Regions from separate parts of the Mus musculus genome. Here regions 2 and 3 are each linked to region 1. The links are chromatin contacts, called in public HiChIP or PLAC-seq and promoter capture Hi-C maps. All regions are on one chromosome and are shown on one strand. Each heading gives the region's core, a stretch centred on a gene start, on an enhancer-like site or on the middle of the called end of the contact. The rest is flanking DNA. Distances are from core to core; before and after follow the strand shown. Region 1 has its middle 25 kb from the start of Gm32191. Region 2 overlaps Frmd4b (FERM domain containing 4B). Region 3 overlaps Frmd4b (FERM domain containing 4B).

The links. HiChIP or PLAC-seq counts read pairs in DNA pulled down with a chosen protein or histone mark. Capture Hi-C pulls out chosen DNA fragments and counts their contacts.
Region 2: a contact with region 1 is called in a promoter capture Hi-C map of liver. The contact joins two enhancer-like sites. A contact is called at or near these places in 6 of 115 datasets of contacts at active chromatin or transcription factors (bone marrow-derived macrophages, fetal liver, heart atrium and 3 more) and 2 of 9 other capture datasets (adipose tissue and liver).
Region 3: a contact with region 1 is called in an H3K27ac HiChIP or PLAC-seq map of extraembryonic endoderm stem cells. The contact joins two enhancer-like sites. A contact is called at or near these places in 8 of 115 datasets of contacts at active chromatin or transcription factors (bone marrow-derived macrophages, embryonic basal ganglia, embryonic stem cells and 5 more) and 3 of 9 other capture datasets (adipose tissue, liver and pancreatic islet).

Annotation. Positions count from the first base shown.
Region 1 is chr6:97,276,749-97,279,446 of GRCm38.p6, forward strand. No RefSeq gene overlaps it. Among named protein-coding and RNA genes, the nearest start is that of Gm32191, 25 kb to the left of the region's middle. Within about 2 kb of position 1,378, at least 246 of the 459 cell types and tissues checked have an H3K27ac peak or open chromatin away from gene starts, as enhancers often do. A contact at or near this core is called in adipose tissue, bone marrow-derived macrophages, extraembryonic endoderm stem cells and 3 more, where this site is marked.
Region 2 is chr6:97,462,663-97,465,360 of GRCm38.p6, forward strand. All of the region lies in intron 1 of Frmd4b (FERM domain containing 4B), which reads right to left. Among named protein-coding and RNA genes, the nearest start is that of Frmd4b, 24 kb to the right of the region's middle. Within about 2 kb of position 1,324, at least 111 of the 459 cell types and tissues checked have an H3K27ac peak or open chromatin away from gene starts, as enhancers often do. A contact at or near this core is called in adipose tissue, bone marrow-derived macrophages, heart atrium and 2 more, where this site is marked.
Region 3 is chr6:97,445,816-97,448,513 of GRCm38.p6, forward strand. The region is part of intron 1 of Frmd4b (FERM domain containing 4B); the gene reads right to left. Among named protein-coding and RNA genes, the nearest start is that of Frmd4b, 41 kb to the right of the region's middle. Within about 2 kb of position 1,361, at least 77 of the 459 cell types and tissues checked have an H3K27ac peak or open chromatin away from gene starts, as enhancers often do. A contact at or near this core is called in adipose tissue, bone marrow-derived macrophages and extraembryonic endoderm stem cells, where this site is marked.

The sequences.
Region 1 (2,698 bases), core at 128-2,627:
CACATGGCCAGTAAAATGACAGCCTACGGTAGAAAGCTCTGAGCCCAAATCTCTGCCAACAAGTAATAGTATGAGGGTGGGGGGATGTAGCTCAGTGGTGGAATGCCTGCCCAATATGTGTAAAGCCCTGGGTTCTGTCCCCAGCACCAGTGAATCAAGCCCGGTGGCACACACCTCTAATCCCAGCACTCAGGAGGTAGAGGCAGGAAGATTACAAGTTTAGGGTCGTTCTCTGCTACACAAGTTGGAAGCCAGCTTTGGCCATGTAAGACTCTATGTCTCCTCCTCTTCCTCCCCTCCCCTCCTCTCCCCATTCCCCCCTCTTCTATCTCCTCCCCTTCCCTCCCCCTCCACTTCCTTCCTGTCTCTGTCTCTATGTCTTTCTTTCTCTGTCTCCCTGTCTGTTTCTGTCTCTCTGTGTCTCTGTCTCCTTCTCTCTCCCTTCACACACATGACTGCGCAGAGTTAGATCCATGCCCAGCTGGCATGTGTCTCTGTGCTGCAGCCCCAGCCCCAGCATGCACGAGGCCCTGTGATCACCCCAACGCTGTGGTCCTTCTTCATATGCCCTTTAAAAGGTGACTTGCACCAGGATGCTCCTGTGTGGGGGTGATTTCCTCTGTACTTGATTATGTGACCTTTGGTGTGTCTGAGCATTTATCCTGGGCTCTCATTCTTGTATCTAAAGCAAACAAAGATGTCACTGGGCCCTCTTGTTATATGTTGGCACAGTACCAGACAGGGACAAACCATTTGTTGTTTGAAGCAAAGGAAAAACCAGTCACATCAAGCCTGTCTTTACTTAAAAAATTTAAAAAAAACCAAAAAGCAGAATTTGTGTGTATGTATAAATTAATTTTGATTTTCTAAAAGACTGTGTTTAAAAAATCTTGCCAGTTTGGCTTGTTTGACTTTTTTTTCCCCCTGAGAAAGTACTTTACTTTTTATAAACCTCTACTGTGGTCTTCAGTGACTATTAAAAATGTAAGTCTTACATTATTGATGTTTAAATTTAATGCTGTTAAATGTTACTAACTCTCTTCCTTGCAGAGTCCCATTAGAAACAATAACAAGACGTGGCTTACTTTGTCCCAAGAACTGAGGCACACGTTATTAAGAGTTAGATGTTATTGAATCCCTACATTTCTCCATGCTTCTAACCCCCCAAACAACTCCCCCAAGAGCACAGCGAGTAATCAGAAGTGTTGGGGGTTAGAAATTAGAAACTGGGCTTTCGTTAGGTTTGTTTCCTTCTCCCTGTAACCTACAGCACCTTGTTCATACAATATTGAGAATCCCGAATCCAGGGCAGCTAGGAGTGCCTGCCTGCAGTAAACCGGGACGGCCCCTAGGTGTCCTTCTTAACCAATATTGTACGCTCTGAAAGTCCAGACCCAGCCCAACGATTAGAAGAAACCTGGTCCTAGTTAGTCTAGAAGGTTCTGTCCAGATGAAGGGCTTATGCACTGAGCCGGGGCACCTCTCCGTGCCCGGGAAAGGCAGGAAGGACATTATCTGCGTGTGACACCTCACTGCACAGACTTCTCACTCGGAACTGTCCCAGCTGCCCTTGCACAGAGGAGGGTTTGCCTAATGTTAGGTCTCAAAGAAACCCAGGGCAATTGGCTACCTGAGGTGCCTATTAACATATCAAAGCTGACTCTGGCTACCTCTCAGTAGCCTGTGGCTTCTCCCTGAACTTCTCGCCCCTCCCCCTCTCCTTCCCCTAAACCTCTGTAGCCCGCGGATTGGGCTTTCCTTCCCCCAGCCTCTGATCGCTATATAACTCAGCCATTTTAGTTACATGCCCTCTTAGTATCTTGGTTCCTCTCTTGGATCGCTTGCCACTCCTTTCCTCTCTCGCCTCCCATCCCCGACCGTGGCCCAGTTCAGTCTGGACCCTTCCAGATGCCTTTGGCTGTCCTCTCCCTCACACCTACAACAAAACCTTCTCTCCTCAGCCAAACCCTAGGAGTGGTCTTGGCCTCATTTTCCAGTCGCCTAGGAATCTCAGGTCTACAGGACACACTTCCCATACTGAATGGTTTTGTTCTCAGCTCTGTCTAAAATTTTCCCAGGATGCCTGAGAGATAAATTCTTAAAAAAAAAAAAAAAAATTGGCACTTAGAACTCTTTTCCAAATTTAACTGCCTGCCCTCTTGTTTTTTTTTTCCCCCCTCTCTCTAAATCTTTTGCTTGTTTGCTTTCTTATGTGTGCAGAAAAGGCAGTGACTTGTCTTGGAGCCAACAGCATGACCTGACGCAGCATGAGTTAGGGAGGTGCCAGGGTGTCTGATTTAAGGTGGTACTCACTCTTGAATACTCACAGGTATAATTTGCCCTGACCTTGCCGGACAGCTGAGGGGGGAGGAGGAGGTGGAAAACACCCATTCAGGTCTCTAGTGTAGCCTACCTGTCCGTGCACTCTGAACGGAAGGAACTCACACTTCACAAAGGCTGTCTCTGGAACCCCGCCTTAAGTGCCTCTAACTACACACCGGGCACAAGACTAACATCCAAGAGCTTTGGGCTGGGATTAACTGTGGTGGCCTTGCTGTGAGGATTAAATGAGGGGGGAAAATTCTAGGAGCTGGGGGCAGGAATCAACCCTCAGCTGGGATGTTTATTTCAGTACTGTTATTTGAGTGGCTAAATGAATGCACCTCGGGTCTGGGGCTAGGGAGATGACTCAATCGGT
Region 2 (2,698 bases), core at 74-2,573, 190 kb after region 1:
TGCACTCCTAAATGGCAGCAAGCTTTGCAGTAAAGAGAGGAGTACTTCCCTTCAGATTTCAGTCCCAAGAATGTGTTTGGTTCAGTTCAAATGTGCTCAGGCAGCAAACACACACACACACACACACACACACACACACACACACACACACACACACAGGGGTGCTGTAGGGAAATCAGAAATCAGCTTGGAAAACATCATGGTCCAAGCCTCAACTGATTGGACTTTGTGGCCCTGGAGGAGAGAAGCAGCCACCGGATCTGAAACCTGACTGTCTGGGACAAGCATCTCTTCCATACATACTGTCTTCTGTTCTTCATTGATGGCAATCGACAACCACGTGGAGTGCTCATTTCTTAAGTTTTCGTTCATGACAAGGACTATGACATTGGTTCTTCACAAGGTGCCAGGCACCAGAGCTGGTATTATGGGTGTTCAGATTAGCATTGTGGTTGCACAGGATCCCAGACTCATTAGGACCTCATGCTTGATGTGTTTCTTCTTTACCACGGCTCTTTTCCCCCCTTTGAGATAGTTTCTCTGTGTAGCTCTGGCTATCCTGGACTTCACTCTGTAGACCAGGCTGAACTTGAACTTAGAGATCTGACTGTCTCTGCTTCCTAAGTGCTGGAATCAAAGGCATGCTCCACTACCACCCAGCCATTATACTTCTTCTTCTTCTTCTTCTTTTTTTTCCATTACACTTCTTAATACTATTGTTATTATTTTGTGTTGATTGGGCTCAAACTAAGGGCTGTGTGTTGGCTGGGCAAATGTTCTACTTGTCAAGTACATCTCCAGCCCTTGTATTTTTGAGACAGAGTCTCAAACGTCTTGTCTTGAACACGTGACCCTCCCTCCCTCTGCCTCCCAAATATGGGAGTTACAGGTCCTGCCATGCTTGACTCTTGTTGAATAAGGAGTTGTGTGTTTTCCTTTTGCATAGGGACTCTCTGCCTGGCATTGTGCTGAGCAGGAGAGGCAAGGACTATGACCACAAGTCATGATAAAAATGAGGGCCAAGGACCCTGCCCAAGGCAGCTGCTTGCAGGGACGTGGGCTGAGCATAAAGCGTGTCTACTATGCTCAGGGCTACGCAGTATGGCACCTGGGAAGCTCTCAGCAGCTACTGAATGAAAAAGAACTTCTGTTTAAAAAGGAAAATCACCAACTACAGAAAATGAATTCATAAGTTCCTAAAACTGGGGCTGATAACACTGAAAGTTTATTTAAGGTCTCCCTGCGATCACATGCTACAACCGTTGGACTGGACAGTACGCCGTGTCCAGGAAAAACAGCTCCGATGGAAAAATCTGTTACTCATGTTCTCCTCCAGGCAGAAAAAGAGGGAACTTTCTTGCACAGGGCGGGTTCTTGCTTTCTTAACCACAAATGGAAAAGCCGAGGTGAAAAGCTTGGGGGAGAGCGGCAGGCATCCGGGCTTCTCAGGACTGTCTTACAGCAAGAGGCCAAAGGCACGTGCGGCACTGGACACAAACTGTAAAATCTAATAACTTCCTCATGTTTGGAAAAATAAAGACAAAGAGGCCTTTGAACACCGTGTTTGAAGTCCACTTCACACACAGGGACAGAGACCCAGAGCACTCAGTGCTAGGAGCCTCCCAGCTGGGGGTAAGAAAACGGACTCTGCACCCAGGGTCCGGATTCCCAAGCAGGGACTTTCACAGAGGTTGCACAGACAATGCGAAGAAAGTGGCATGACCTTCCACGCAGCCTTCAATCTCACTTCCTTCCTGGCTTTCTGCAGAATCTGATTTTTTTTGTTCTGTTTCGGTTTCCCCTTTCTCTGCCCATTTGCAGTGCTTTGAAAAAAAAAAACTATCCCCTCCTCTTTCTCCTACCCCTCCTCCTCTCCCCTCTCCTCCTCCTCTTCCTCCTCTACTTCTGACACAGGGGTCTTCTCTATATAGCCAGGCTAGCCTTAAGTTAGAGTTACTCCTATCTAAAATGATTTTTTTTTAACGAAGGAAGACTTTATTTAGGGTACACACAGTGGCTGAACTGGCATCACTCACTGTATCCGTTTCTGCACACACCTTTTAATCTGGCCACTCTTGAGACATCTAAATCAGTAGTTCTCAAATCTGTGGCTCTCGACCCCCGCAGGGTCATATAGCAGATATCCTGCCTATCAGATGCTTACAGTACGCTTCATAGGGCAAAATTACAGTTATGAAGTAGCAATGAAATAATTCTATGGCGGGGGCGGGGGTCACCACAACATGAGAAACTGTGTTAAAGGGTCACAGCATTAGAAAGGTTAAGAGCCACTCTCTTTATTATTCCCTCCTTTCTGTCCTCTGGGTCATTGTAAACCAAATCTACAACTCTGGGTAATTTTGTCTGTAAAGATTTCAATATAAAAGATCATGACATTGTTTTTAAATATAAACCCAGATAACTAAAAGAAAAAAAATCTCACTATCTTCACATATCTGTTAAGAGTTCAGATTTCCAATTGATTGATAATGTTCCTTATTTGCTTATTTTTGGGTCAAGGTCTCACTATGTAGTACAACTTGGCCTCAAACTCATGACTACCCTGCCCCAGCCTCTGGAGTACTAGGATTATAAATGTATTTGACTGCATCTGTTTCCAATTCTTTCCCTCTCCTTCTCGCCTTACATCTCCGTCTCCCTCTTCTTCTCTGTCTGAGTCAGGGTCTCTCTATCTCTC
Region 3 (2,698 bases), core at 111-2,610, 170 kb after region 1:
TTATAGCCATCAGAAAAATCTGCTTCCCAGGGCTGGAGTGATGGCTCAGTGGTTAAGAGCACTGGATGCCTTTCAGGGGTCCTGAGTTCAATTCCCAGCATCCATACCGTGTCTTACAACTATCTATAATGGGATCTAATGTCCTCTTATGGTGTGTCTGAAGATAGCTACAGTATATTCATATACATAAAATAATTAAATAAATCTTTTTAAAAAAATTTGCTTCCCTGCCCCCTAAATAGTTCATTCCTGTGAAATTTTAATATCACAGACACAGTCTATATCTCTAAGGCAGAACTAAGCTCTGTACGATTTCAATCTTTTCTCTATCCCCACAAGAAGCAATTTTTATATTCTTAGGCACTCAAGTCACCTACAGAGATTGCCTGGCTTAAGAAAGCAATGGCGGAAAGTGTGACTAGAGTAAGGCCAATGAAGAGTGGAGTAGATACAAGAGTCATGAGAGGTTCAGGTTCATCAGTTGTACTCAAAGGCTGTCTCCTAGACCAACCATACAGTTAGAAACTCAGAATTGGTGCGGGGATGCATTTCAGTAGGTAAGCATGCAAGGACACCCTTGGCTACCCACTTAGATAAAGCTTAGCCTGGGAAAAATGAGACCCTGCCTCGAAACAAACGTAGATACTCATGATGCAGCTGTGACCTCTTTCCACAAGGCTTCCTGCATGCTCTAACTCCGATCCGTGTTCAGGACTGAAGCCACTGAGCTAGAACGTTCACTTAGGCCACAGAGATTGTGGTGCCTATGACAAGTGCAAGGCAAAGCTGCTGGAAGCTCCGGGGCATGGAGGAGGCAATCTGGGGATATTTGTATTTATATAAGATGAGTCCAGCTACTGGAAGATGAGACTGGAGGTGGGCAACAATGGGAGAGAGGGAAGCAATCTACAAAGTTTTGCAACTGATCCTCATCTGCATAACGGGAGAACAGCGTGCAAGCTGCTAAGAACCACTGGATTGTACTGGGTGATGTGTAATGCCTGTGAATCCTGTCTTAGTAATGCTGTTCTTTAAAAACAAACTTCAAAGGTAAAAAGAAGGAGGAGGAAGAGGCTGTGCTAGTAACTCTGCAAGGCTGTTGAACAAATTGCAGTGAATGTTAGTAAGGCACTCAGCACACTCATGCTAAGCTCAATTTAAATGTTCACAGATACCAAAGTGCATAGTAAGCGCCTGATAAATGCTAAAACCATTTTGATCTGGCCTCCAGTTCTTCCTTCCAAACTTTTGCTTGTTAAAGTTGAACACACATTCATCCCACATCCCACACCCCACACCTCTCTGACAGAGTCCCCTTAGTTGAGTCAGCATGACCTAATCCAGTGAGCCAGCAAGCTAGTTCAGTATCTTTGCGGTCTGGTAGCTCTGTGACATGCTTACAAGGCAGCCTCAGGTCAGAGGACGGTACCCTGTGTTCTATTCAATTTCCTTTCATTTCCACGCCCCACCCCACCCTCCAGCTGTGGGATTTAACTGGCAGGGCCCAGAGAGTGAAACTTAATGTTAAATCTAAGTTTTTAGGTCAGTTTGATGACTCTGGAGTGGCGTTATGCTTGTAAAGTATGAAGTGTTTTCTCTGGGGAGGCATGGCGATGTAGGGGTAAGCACCAGGCTAGCAGGTGTCTAAGACTAATGTACCAGTCTGGCCCTGGCATCGATGAGGCTTGGCTGCCCATCTCAGTAGGCCAAGTAAGTAAACTAGGTAATTGTAGAAAACTGACAGAGGAGATTCTCCCAGTGTGGCCACATGGGAAAAGGAGCAAAGAGAGCCAGTGACCCCTATACCAGATTTTAGGGTCCTTAATACAAGGTTTAGGCTTAAACAGAGGAGAAGACAGTAGTTCTCAACCTGTAACCTCTTTGGGGGCATCTAATGACTTTTCACAGGGGTCACATATCAGATATCTTGCATAACAGATATTTATGTTACAATTCTTTGTTTGTTTGTTTGTTTGTTTGTTTTTTCGAGACAGGGTTTCTCTGTGTAGCCCTGGCTGTCTGGGAACTCACTTTGTAGACCAGACTGACCTCGAACTCAGAAATCCACCTGCCTCTGCCTCCCGAGTGCTGGGATTAAAGGCGTGTGCCATCACGCATTGCTTATGTTACAATTTTTAACAGTATCAAAATTACAGTTATTAAGTAGCAATGAACACTTTCTAGTTAGTGGTCACCACAGCATGAGGAACCATATTAAATGGTCCCAGCATTAACCCTGGGTTAAAAGATATGCAGAACCAGGTAGTCCAGGCCAAGGACTACCCATTACCACTGCCCTGGCTCCATCTCTCCCGCAAGGGGGTCTGACGAATTATCAAAACAACATGAAACCTCTTTTTGGGAGACAAGCTCCCTGTCTGGCTGGCACCAGACTTCCAGACTTTTCTATCTCCCAGGATAAGATTTCTGGGGAAATTCCAATTGTTTGGGCTCCATTGTCTCAGTCGCCTGATAGGCAAAAGGAGACATACACAATGCTACTTAGAATATCTTCATTCCTGTCTGATCATTCGCACAGATTCTCACAGAAGCTGATGAGACCTCGGAGCAAATCATTTAATTCCTGTAAGTCTGTTTTTATTTTTTATCTTACAGACATAAAAGATGACAGAGGCAAAGAAGGTGTGCACAGTTTTGAGCACAGTTCCCAGACTTTACTGTCCACCAAGATCATTAC